3 separate regions of the Mus musculus genome follow, and all the other regions are linked to region 3. Evidence: chromatin contacts called from public Hi-C and promoter capture Hi-C data. All regions are on one chromosome and are shown on one strand. Each heading gives the region's core, a stretch centred on a gene start, on an enhancer-like site or on the middle of the called end of the contact. The rest is flanking DNA. Distances are from core to core; before and after follow the strand shown.

Evidence for each region. Promoter capture Hi-C pulls out the DNA fragments that hold promoters and counts their contacts. Hi-C and Micro-C count contacts between places; a contact is called where the count stands out from the background.
Region 1: a Hi-C map of uterus shows a contact between it and region 3, with 2.1 times the contacts expected there. The contact joins the enhancer-like site here to the promoter of Lyplal1 in region 3. A contact is called at or near these places in 8 of 39 promoter capture datasets (the 3T3-L1 cell line, 3T3-L1-derived adipocytes, embryonic stem cells and 2 more) and 3 of 484 Hi-C or Micro-C datasets (embryonic fibroblasts, nephron progenitors and uterus).
Region 2: a contact with region 3 is called in a promoter capture Hi-C map of 3T3-L1-derived adipocytes, with 2.7 times the contacts expected there. The contact joins the enhancer-like site here to the promoter of Lyplal1 in region 3. A contact is called at or near these places in 6 of 39 promoter capture datasets (the 3T3-L1 cell line, 3T3-L1-derived adipocytes, cranial neural crest and 2 more), 1 of 484 Hi-C or Micro-C datasets (nephron progenitors) and 2 of 9 other capture datasets (adipose tissue and liver).

Annotation. Positions count from the first base shown.
Region 1 is chr1:186,345,402-186,349,528 of GRCm38.p6, reverse strand. No RefSeq gene overlaps it. Among named protein-coding and RNA genes, the nearest start is that of Gm35341, 60 kb to the left of the region's middle. Within about 2 kb of position 1,683, at least 19 of the 459 cell types and tissues checked have an H3K27ac peak or open chromatin away from gene starts, as enhancers often do. A contact at or near this core is called in uterus, where this site is marked.
Region 2 is chr1:186,248,457-186,252,331 of GRCm38.p6, reverse strand. No RefSeq gene overlaps it. Among named protein-coding and RNA genes, the nearest start is that of Gm35201, 110 kb to the right of the region's middle. Within about 2 kb of position 1,846, at least 28 of the 459 cell types and tissues checked have an H3K27ac peak or open chromatin away from gene starts, as enhancers often do. A contact at or near this core is called in 3T3-L1-derived adipocytes and adipose tissue, where this site is marked.
Region 3 is chr1:186,114,690-186,118,656 of GRCm38.p6, reverse strand. It overlaps Lyplal1 (lysophospholipase-like 1), which reads left to right and starts at 1,347. Exons shown (of 5, transcript NM_146106.2): 1 at 1,347-1,500. The coding sequence starts at 1,407.

The DNA of each region.
Region 1 (4,127 bases), core at 434-2,933, 230 kb before region 3:
TGTGGAACTGAGGAAGGCATAAAGAAATGTGATGTTTTATTTGTTTTTCTGAATCTAAATGAGTTTAAATCTCTGAAGATATGTTACCTCCAATACTGAATAGCTCCTATCTATGCACCCGCCTCTATTTCTGCCAGAATAACACTACACATCAACTTGGCTGCACTTAGGCTTCATCAGTACAGCCTTCCCTTTTGCTGTGAGGTTTCCTCACTCACTCCACATTTCCCTGTTCTTCTAGCTTATAAAATGCTCTTGTTAGATTTCATTTTCCTTTCAACTATTCTTCTATGCCACCTTGATGCTTTTTGGTGGTCTTTCCATGAAACAGAAGGGCTGCACCTTTTCTATTTGCCCTGCCTGACTAGAAACACGGATTCTAGCTTTATCTTTCCATTCTCTCCAGTTTAGAGAGCATACTTTCCCCCCAGCCTTCAGTGGTCACTCCCACAGTGATGGTCTCTGACTCCTCTAGCAATGATCTTATCATGGCTGCAAGTTTATGTTTCTTTTGTCGCCAGCAGAGCTTCCTGTAGGTGACCCAAGTTCACCTGGACCAACAGAATTCATCACGACACTTTCCCACTTCAAAGACTGAAAGAAATTCTATCACTCAGCTGCTTCATTACTGCTTATTTTATTTTATTTTTATTACTGGAGCCTGTTCATTCTGCTTCTGAGATTTCTAAGAAATTAACCCCTTTCTACTCTCCTTGGTCTGATTTGAATCTGGGTAATCAAAATGCCAGTCCCTCCCCTGAGCTTCCACACGATTCAAAACCCATTTATCATGCAGTGACTACTAGCTTCATCTTAAGAGTCTCTTAGTAAAGGTATTCTGGGAACAAAATGTCCCTGTTCTCCGCATCCTTCCCTGATTTCCCTTCCCAGCCCAGCAATAGCATCCACAGGTTTTCTGTGACACCCTCTGGATGGAGATTACTTGGTCCTACTTGCCTTTGGAATAGCTCTGATTACACTCTTAGGGGTGGGGATTTAAGAGGCAGCATTTCTGCAAGCATATGCAACAGTCTTCCAGCAGAAAATTTCCCCAGCTGATAGTAAAGGGTTGCTCTGTGCTGGAGTTTCGAGTTCACTATTTTCAGTGACACAAGGGGCATCTCAGGGGGTTGGCCACTGACTAGCAAAGGATTATAAAACCCATGCAGAGAGCATTCCTTTAAAGCAAGGTAAATCCAGCACCTATGTCCCGGGGATAAACAGACAGCATGACTCACCTTACAACGCCAAGTTAGAAACACTCATCTCTGAGTGGGATGAGAGTTTCTGTGAGAATAATCAAAACACATTTGGAAAACACCATTGCACAAACTTGGTGTCATGATGACTTTATAATTCTTTCTAGCTATAAACTATTTAACGTTCTTCAATAAAAGATCGGAAAGGACCAAAGAACATGTAATTTTCTTTGGAAAAAAAAATCCCTGGCTTAAACACAGTGAAAAGGTTTGTGTGGGTTCAAAAGGGGCGACATAGACACTATTTTTGCTATCATTGGCTTGCTTTCAACATTGGTGTCCAAAACAAATGAATCTGCATGGAAGTAGTTAGGGGCTGAGGCAAACTAAGCCAATTCTTTTAAAGATACTATTGCTGCGCTATCCTCCCCCATTTCAAATCTGTGCTGGAAGATAGAATCCACTTCAGCTCAATGAGTCACTTCAACATCCTTGCCAGGACAATTAAACTTCCAGTATAAAACATGACCCAAAGCCTGCCCTCCACCACACCATTCCACTTCAACCTCCCCCCACCCCACAGGGTCAGCGCTTGACATTCAAGAGCTTACAATTTCAACTGCTTAGCCAATGTAACCAACTTAATGCTTTTACAAATGATTTGCACCCTTCAGCACATTGGGTGATATAGAAAACGTGGTGTCAGTTCCTCCGCCTGTCTGAGCAACATTACACATTCCTCTTGTCCGTGGTGGAGGCAGTCTTTGCAGGATGAGGAAAGACAAGAAGCCAGCTCTCCATCTACTACTCTTTCTTCCTGAACTGACCCTCGAGGGAAGGACGAAGGGAGGAAGAATTTCAGTAACCACGGCCAAGAAAAAGATGTATAGCTCGGGCAGCCCTGTCACAGACGGTCGCATGAAGTCTTGGGGATTAAACTTCTTGAACTACCAGTTACTGAAGCAGTTAATACATCTTGCAAATTTGCGGTTGCCTTATTGCTAACAGCTGAGACGCCTTCCTTCCTCCGCTCGGTCACTATTGATGTCTTGCCATATTTTGAATATAATCCCCTCAACAGCATTACCTCATTTTTTTACTCCACTCTTGCAGATTAGCTCATCTAAGTTATGTTCTATGGTGTGGTGTATTGGTGGTGTGTGTTAACTGTGTCTTAATTTTTCATTCTTAAAAGCATCTCTGGTCATAAAAGTTGCTTCCTGAGTATCTATATCTCTCTATCTCTCTATCTCTCTGTCTCTCTATCTCTCTATCTACCTATCTATCCATCCATCCATCCATCCATCCATCCATCTATCTATCTATCTATCTATCTATCTATCTATCTATCTATCTATCTATCTTGACACCGCATGCTCCACCTGTGCATGAGGCATCTCACTCTTCCTTGATGTTTATAGCAGGGTGGCTAATGTGTAAAAAGAGGTGTTTTTGTATTGCTTTCCTTTTCAATTGTTTGTGAAGCTCACTCTCTTAGTAGGGATATTAATTTAGTGTAATTGTGATGGAGATTCCCATGGTTCTTCATTCAAAAGCAGCTTTTTATTTGTTGAAGATATTAGTTTTGTTTTTGTTGGTTTTTTTGTTTGTTTGTTTTGCATATACTTAAAAGAAATACACAGTCTACGCTTCCTGAGACTCAGAATTCAGTATTAAAGACGATCAAACTCAATCTAAATAAAATAACCCAAAGCATAGTGGAGCTCTATTATCCCCTGTTCTGCATCCTGATGTACCCGGCAGTTTCATTGCAAATTTAATGAAGTCTGCTTTCCCTCTACTTATCCAAATTACAGCCCTCAGAGTAAACATTCGCACAGAGGTTCTGTGCCTCTCTGTCCCTGAGGTTTGCCCCCTTTGGTAACTGAAACAAGCAGCACACAATTTCTATCTCTGTCTCTTCCATCTCACGCCCTCTACCGCCACCGCAGTCTCCATTCAGCTTCTGCTCCTTTATCTCTGTCTTCATCTCACCCTCTTCCTTCTGCCCCTATGTATAGCCCAACACCACCCCATCTCTCCTTATCCTCATTTCCCCCTCCGTCTCTGTCTTTATTCTATCCCTCCCCTAGCTCTGTCTCTCTCCTCATCTCCATCCCAAACCCCATGCTTTCCCATCCCCATTGCTTTCCCCATCACTACCTCTGTCCTTACCCCTGTCCATATTCACAGCCTTATCCCCACCTCAGTTCCCCTTCTTAGGACCACTGTCCACCCCATCTCCATCCCTACCTCTGTCTTTACCTCAGTTCTCACCCTGACCTAGATCTTTACCTCTAGCAGCCTCTCCTTGTTTTTGTCACTCTTGTGTCTGAATTATGGCTTATCTAAAACGATGCACACGGTTATCAACCCTGCTCTCCATGGTTGAGCTCTCTGTCAAGGACGGAACAGAAAGTGATTTAGGAGCTCAGCTTATTCCATAAGAGGAATAAAGGCATTTCAGCTACGTACATTTCAGTTACACAGAGTCAGAGTGGGGGAGAAATAGGCAAGCATGGAAGCCAGTGGGAGACACAGTTTACCTCTTGTGAATTGAGGTAGATTTCAAAAAGTGGGGTAGGACTCGTGCACATGTGTAGGAGCTTGCAGGGCAGAAATGAGGAGGTGGCGTGAGAGCAGTAGAACAATATGTGCAAGGCTCTTCCGACTTAAGTGTGGGGTATGTTTAGGGAATGGCAAGCGAGCCAGTGTGGCTGCAGTTTGAGTTGTGTGGGAAGGAATGGCAGAAACCCAGGATGCAAAGATGGAAAAGACCTATGATCTCACAGCCCCGTCTCCATCTCCCCCTTCTCCTTCTCACAGCCAACATGCTCTTGATGTTCTCATCCAGGACTGGCCCGGGGAAGTTGATTTAATCTCTTTGAATTCAAAAGGAAAGGGTTAAGGATAGAGACAGGCTAGAAG
Region 2 (3,875 bases), core at 597-3,096, 130 kb before region 3:
TAGTCACTCATCTGGACAGCTAAACACCCTTCAGGAAAACTGTCTATTCAAGAATTTGGAAATAATATAATATTAACTTGCCTAAAACTTCAATTTGTGCCATTCAGTTGTGTCCCTTTTGAATTACCCTCTTGAGAGTGTGATGTCTTCAACTCCACAATAAACCCTGTTTATGTTCTACACTACATTGTGGTCTGATTTTTTCTTTCTCAGAGCCACGGGAAGCCAAGGAAACCAAGGGAGACACAACTACCTCCTCCTAGCAGATCCCACTAGCAATGGATTGACCATGAATGTAAACAGATACAAATCGTAACTAGGTCTGATACGAAACAAAAGGTCCCTAAAATTATGGTTGGATCTATGTCTTTCCAAAAAATGTATTGAAATTGTAACTCTCGGGATTGCAGAGCAAGACAATAGAAATAGGGTTATTATGCATGTAACTAGTCGATATGGAAAAAAGCTGGGTTGTGTTTCTCATTTAGAGTAATATTTTTAGGATCTTTATAATTATAAAAGAAAGAGAAAGAGGGAAATATAACATGAGAAGATGTAGTCAGTGGAGCAATATAGTTACACATAAGGGTTACTAGAAACAGAGCAAAACTAAGAAAAGGCAAGGTTGGAGTTTTCCTTGCAGCTTCCAGAGACAGCCTGGCCTTGCTGGCTACTGATGTCTAAGCTGTGAGAGTAAATGTCTAATGCTTTAATCCATTAATCCATTTAATCCATTTGTCCTGTGATGTGAAAGATGTAGATACTCCTTGTGCCTGAGAAGGAACCACAGTGCTAGGCATAGAAAGTTGCTAGGCCCCGCAGACAGACCATGACTCGTGGATGTCTAAGCACTGCAGTTCATCAGAGTCTGCCTCAGGTCTCCCACAAGCATCCTGCTCCTTGCGATCGCCACTGAAAGAGTTCAGACAGGGCAGAGAGTGCCATGTAGAAGACAGGGTTTATTGTAAAGTGAGACACTTTAAAGGGTAAAGGTGGGAGATGCCCAAAGGGGCCATGGTCTGGCTCTGTAGCGCAGGCAGGTTTTACACTAATTCTTAAGTCTCTAGACCACATGGCTTCCCTGAGCTGGGTTTTCATCCAGGTAATTGACATTCCCCTCAAACTCGACTCCTAGGGAGAGAACAGTGTAATCCCCTAATCTTTACCAGAAAAACTACAGCTACACAATAATCATATGATATTTTGGGAAGTTCAGAATGTCTTGTCCCCACCCAGAGCCAGAGATAAAGATGCAGCTCCCACACTTCTGGCCAGGCAGCAGAGTCCTGCAGTTTCAATCCTTAGTTTCACAGACTTCTGATTTTAAGGGAGGGGCCCTTCCAGATAAACTCCATGCCTAATAATATATAATTAGTTATCTCATGGGGGAACACACGGTGGGGGGATCCTTCGAGGAAAGGTGAAACAGTAGTTGCTAACTTTATGTAATCTTAATAGAGTCCAGGTACAGCTTATCTAGCCTAATTAGTTTAATCCCAAACAACCTTTGAAGTAAATAGCATTTCTGTTCTCATGTTAGCAAAGAGGAAGCTGAGGTCCTGTTGATCAAATAAGTTATTTAAGTCATTTATTGAATGATGAGAGTATGGCCAAAGGTTTGAATTCCATTGCATTTGACCCGTTAGCCCTGCTTTTAACATTAGCTTGAGAAAAAAGCTCCTGGCCTGCCCAGAAATCTCACCGAGGGAACTTTGCTGAGAATTCAGAGGCTCAGTTCAGCCAGCCATGGTGTGCCAGTGGGAGTCTTGGTTCTGATGTGACAAGCACAGGAGTTTGGCATCCAGCCCTTACAGCTGCCAAGAGGAATTAAACAAAGTCACTGGAAGCCCAGGAAAGACAGTAACTACAAAGCCAGCAGCCACAGCAGCGGCAGGAGGGAGGCCCAATTACTACTGGTGGAGGCATGGGGAAAATTAAAGTTGGTGATGGTTCAAGGTTATGTTGAAATTCCAAATCAGTGGGCTTGCATAACCACGGAACATGGAAATTAAAGCATTAACTGATGTTCACACTGTTGATTTCAGGACTCCATTCTGTCTCCCTTTTGTCTCAACAAGTCTCGTTTCTGCCACGCATCAGCCAACACCGGGAAAGGAAAAAGATGGAGATGGGATAAACGAACATATGCACATGTGCACATTAAAAATACAAGTAAGTCAGTGGTGGTAGAAATTTAAATGTAATAATATAAATAATACAGGCTTCCTGTTTTAGTTCTGCCGTGTCCATTATTAAGTAAAAATAAAATCAGCCCAGTCATTAGAGTGCCTCAGCCATTTTTTCTAATATAGTTTTTTTTTAAGGCAAAAACTAAAAACCTAATACTTTTTTTTCCTCCTCAACACTAGGTTTGTTAAATATTTCTTGATGCTACAGATGTAGCAATAGCCAACCCTCCTGACAATGTCACATAATGAGCATGGTCACCATCATTTTGAAGAGAAGGCAGCTAATGTCTAAACGCAGAATAAGTGGCTGAGTTGGCCAAGTTTCCTAAGAGGTAGAAAGAAGCCATGATCACAGACGGTTTGTCTAGCTTGGAAGCCAGAGTGCCTTCCCATGCCGTGTCATCTCCCTTACCCCAGGGCTGCTGCTACTGGGTCTCTGTGAATGCTTCATGTATGTTAGAGACTACGAAGTTTTGTTTCGGTTATATTTCAGATTAAAGATTGTTGCCAAATCACATGAGCTAGCCCAAGCTAGCCCTTCCAAAATTTGGCTGCCATACTTTTCTAATGCCATGGCACTTTCAGAAAACACCCCTGACACCACACAAACTCTGAATCCCAGTTCATCTTTCAGTTCTGCACTGCAGTACCGCACCAGTCCTCCGGCTGCGTTTGCCAACTGTACCTCCAAGATACCAATGTTTATAACTGTGCCTTCTAGCTGGATGTCAGCCAGTTTCTGTAAGCAATGGGAGAGGAAAGAAACCATCATTGCTTAGTCTTCTGCTCTCATTTCGTTCCTTATGTGGGTGGGTCCCTGAGAGAACTGTGAATAGAAAATAGCAGTTCTACACTACATCTTTTAGGATTTGGGTGAAAAACTAGAATGCTAAGTCTAGCAAAATAAATCACCCTTAACTAACATAAATCTTATTTGCTTTTTAAAAGTAATTTTGTAGAGTCAACAGTTTAGGGAGAAGTCCAGAGTTGGGAAACGTATGTAAATTTCAGAGTTCCATCTAAGTTATCAATATTCTTTATTATTCCTTACCTCACCAGACTTTCTGATTAATTCAAAGTGGCGGTAGCAAGGACGTTTTGGGTCACAAACACCAAGGAGTGTTCACTAGATCCTGTTTCACAGTTCTCCTGCTGGGAAATGCTAAAGACAGCATTGTCTGACCCCTCAAAGCTAAGAGGAGCCATGTGATGACCTAATAATTTGTGAGTACAAAGGATGGGAGTCACTTCTTGGACAAGGCCATGAGAAGGAAATCCAATGTCTCTTCCAATGTCCAATTTCTCTACCTTGGAGGTCAAGGGATATCCTTGATGGTGCGTGGAGACATCGCTGAGCCCTGGAAAAGACTATACCCAGATTCACCTGAACCTAGCTGAGGGATACCATTCAAGGCCATCCAAGAGGAAGACCATTTGTTTAGATCTTTGTGGAATGCTTTATGAACACAGGCAGTGCCTTTATTAGAAAAGGTGTCTTGACCTTAAAATATTGCTGATACCACATCATGTATTTATTTCAGGAGTTGGTCTCAGGAGATCTGCTTCAGTCAGGTGCCAATCACCGTACTCATCCTGGATCTGTGTGAATTGTCTTGGCATTTTGCTAGATTTATTTTTTATTTAAATCACATTATTTTCTATCTATTCAATATGAATTTAAAATTT
Region 3 (3,967 bases), core at 98-2,597:
CTAGGAAGGGTCAAGTTCCAGGTAAGAAGCCAAGCCTAGCCTGCAGGTAGGACTCCAGTCCCTATTACCTTCCTGTTGTGGCTTTTATAGTGAGTTGGCCCTTGTAAGGAAAGCCTTCTTTTACTGCCTGTCTGGATGGAGTCAGTTAGTTTCTCCTTTTCTATCTGTCTCTTTTAACCAACACAGTGTTTTCAAAGCTATTGGTATTCTGTATGGATTCCATCCCCACAGTTACCTGGCAATAGCCAGGTAGGCCGACTCACTACAAAAGGGGCTGCTTGGCCCCTTCTCCCTCTCCTGCCTCTCGTGTTCTCTTACTTCTGCTTCTCTCTCCCTTGCCTCTTGCCCCATTCCCCTCACCCCTCTCTACACGTGCTCATGGCGGGCCTCTGCTTCTCTACTCCCTGCCTCTCTCTGCCTCTTCTACACTCTTAACTCCTCTCCCCATGCCCTGAATAAGCTCTGTTCTATACAGGGGAAAGGACTGCCTTGGCATGGGCCCGCTGAGACATATCCTTCCCCCACACCCTGCCAGAACATATTGTTATAGCTCTTTATCTTTTTATGATTACAACACAAGCTAGTCTATTTTGTACTGGGATGGGAATTCTGTCTTTGTTAGCAGTGACGGTACTTACTGGTACACGCATACCATGTATCCTGTCCATCCGCGTGGAGATGGCATGGGGGTTGTTTTATCCTTTGCGGTCTGTAAATACCACCGCAGATAGTGATGTAGGAGCCTCTATCTAAGTGCCTGATTTGTTCTTTTTAGGAAGGGGATGTATCCAGAAATTGAAGTTGTGGGTCATTTAATCCCACACTTATTTTCATGTTACTTCCTGCTGCCATCAGCCACGCACAACCATCTCCAGCTTGTAATCATTTCCACTAATCATTGCCCACAGTTTTGCTAACAGCCATGCCAAAGAATGTGAAGTCCTAGCTCATTAAATTAGATCTATCTGTTAACTATTAGAAAAAAGACAAAGACACACACACATACAAAAGAAATTATTATATGGCTGGGTCACCCTGTGTGCAAAAAGCTACGAACATCTGGTGCAAGCCCCAAAGCGGATGGTTATATAAAATATGGTTATATCTGTAAAAATTTAAAGACAGTAATATTTCCCAAACTGGGTGATCCTGAGCTTTAGAACTGCAGTTTAAAACCTGCAGCAAATTCTCGGGACTAAAGTTTATTCTCAGTCATTACAATGGAGGAACCTGACCTAAGGAAAGCATTCCTCAGCAGAATCCAGAGCTGAGCACTCCTTCGTCAGATTTAGGGGCGGGGCGCCAGGCACGGCGCATGCGCACACCCATGCTGGTGCTGCTTGCCTGCGCGCGCGGCCCCGTGACGCTAGGGACGTGGCCGCGCGCCTTGCCATCTCTCCTCCGCCATGGCTGCTGTGCCCAGCGCTGTTCACCTGCCGCGTTGTGTGGTGTCCCCGACCGGGAGACACAGTGCCTCGCTGATCTTCCTGCACGGCTCAGGTGCATTACAGTCTCGTGGTCTCCGACCCGCTCGCTACAGTAGGGGAAGCACCCTCTTCTCGGTCCCCCAGCGCCCAGGGTCGCCCGAGGGCTCCTCTTTCTGTATAGCACTCATCTTCATCCTCTTCCTTCCTTCGCTGGTGTGCTTGACCCGTGCACCCACAGCATGGTCGAACGGCAGTCCTTACCTAACCCCAAGTTCAGTCATAGCACCATATCGGTGTAAGTCTCCAGGCACGTGGATTAACCACTGTTTCAGGGTCGACCAGCAGTGATCTGACATACATACCCCACCACACACCCCTATTGCAGGTCCTAAGCTGTTGTCTGCCTTGCCGGTGTCATAGAGACGTTTTTGGATCATATTTACACTGTGTAAGTGTATGCTTAGCACCACCAGCGGGTTTCCCCTGCGCCTCCCACCTGTCTTTTTTGATGGTCCACCACCCTGGTTTCCCCTATGCCCTCTTGTAAAACCTTCGAGGTAAGTATAAAGTCCGCTTCATTTAGGGAGCACCCTTAGAGGAAAACACAAGAATCACCGACTTAATCCTTGCTCACTGTGCTTGGTTGGCCCGGGGTAAGTTCTCAGGAAAGGAAAAAAAAAAAATTTTTTTTTTTTTTTTAATTTAAGAAATGAGATCCAGGCGGTGTCCTCAAGGGGCCTACCTAAATTTAAAAACAAAAACAATTCAATTAATTTGAGTCAGCAGTGGATAGGAGATCACAAGATGGTGCATGGGCTACTGCCAAGAGAATAGTAAGGAAAGAAAAAAAAATGGGGTTGGACATTGTGAATGAAGGGCTTGTCAGAGCTTTTCAGGAGCACTGCGTTATGCTGAGGCCTGTGTAGGCTTAGGGGACTAGAACACGACGGGATTGGAGTGTTCCCTCCATTTTGAAAAAAAAAAACAAAACAAAAAAAAAACAAAACGGGACTAGAAACGCTTTCTTGCTGTTGCTTAAGGAGTAGTGAGGCTGGGTTTGAATCCAAATGTCTGACTTGGAATTAATATTCTGGGGGGAGGGGGAGGGAAACCCTCAACTATGGTGTATCATTCTAGAAATAGAGTAATAAAAGTTGTGTAAAGGGAAAGGCCTGGCACGAGACTTACACCTTTATAGCTAGCTGCCTAATAATCCAGCACCCAAGAGAATTCAGTGATGAGCATCCAAAATTCCCACATAGTAATTCCTTCTCGTAATTAATTCAGTGTCTTTAGAAAGAACTAGAGTTTGTTCTTTTCCCCCCATCTGGACCACCTTGCTTAGTGCTTCCTATTTTTCTATTTCAAATTACTGACATTTTTATAACCTATAATGTATGTCTGAAAACAGAGTCACCTATTCTGTATGTATTTTATTCATTTGTGTGTATTGTCTGTGTGTGTGTGTGCGCGCGCACGCGCATGCGTGTGTAAAACTTGCCTTTGTACATTGGAAAAAAATTCATCTAAATAATTCTTCCAGATGTTCAGGTATATTATTCTTATATAATTGGATCTCCATTGATGTATAAAAAGATCTTTTAGGAGTTGGCCTGTTCTGCTAATTGTTATTATTAATTAATTGGAACTTGGAGTCACCTGAGAAAAGTGAGTCTCAGCTGAGAAATTGCCCAGTTCAGGTTGGCCTGTGGCAGTGTCTATGGTGAATGGTCTCAGTTGTTGGTTGATTAGGAGGCTCCTGCCTGCTGTGGCCATTGCTTCTCCTGTGCATGTGGGTCTGGGTTGTATAAACCTGGTTGAGCATGAGCCATGGGGACAAACCAGTATCAGCTGTGCTCTGTGTTTCCTGCCTCTGCTCCTACATAAGTTCCTGGCCTCCCTGGGTGAATATGCCACCAGGTGTATTTGAACCTTTTTCTACTTCCAAACTTTGAGGGGAAACGGCGACTCTTACAGTGAATGATGTAAATGGTCTTCTCTGTGGCTGGCTTCAGCCTCCCACACGGGTCCCTAAACTCCATTATTTCCTTCACGGACATCCATCATACCTGTGATTCCTAAGTCTGTGACCCGCACTGACCTTTAAGGCTGATAAAGGCTGTTCTGTGTATGGTTGCTGTCTTTCTCCCTTTATAATGTCTTTATGAAGGTGCTCAGTCAGATCTTGCTGAAGTTACAAGAAACCCCAGGAAGTGGGAGCCTTGTCCAGTAGACACTGCCTTCTCCACCTCTCTTTATCCACCCTCCTCTCAGTGACATGTAAGGCACTTGGGTTCTTTTCCTGTCTCCATGCAGGTAAACATACATTAACTCTTACACTATTACACTTTTTGGGGGGGGGCATGATGTTAGGTTATATAAATATTATCAACACCATTAAAATCTGATTTCTTCACATTTATATTTGAAGTACAGTGACTGCCTTATCCACTCCTTGAAGACTTGTTGTCACCAAGAAAATTGTATTAGGTCACACCAGCTACAATGGTGTAAATCACACTGGGATTTTTTTTAAAGGG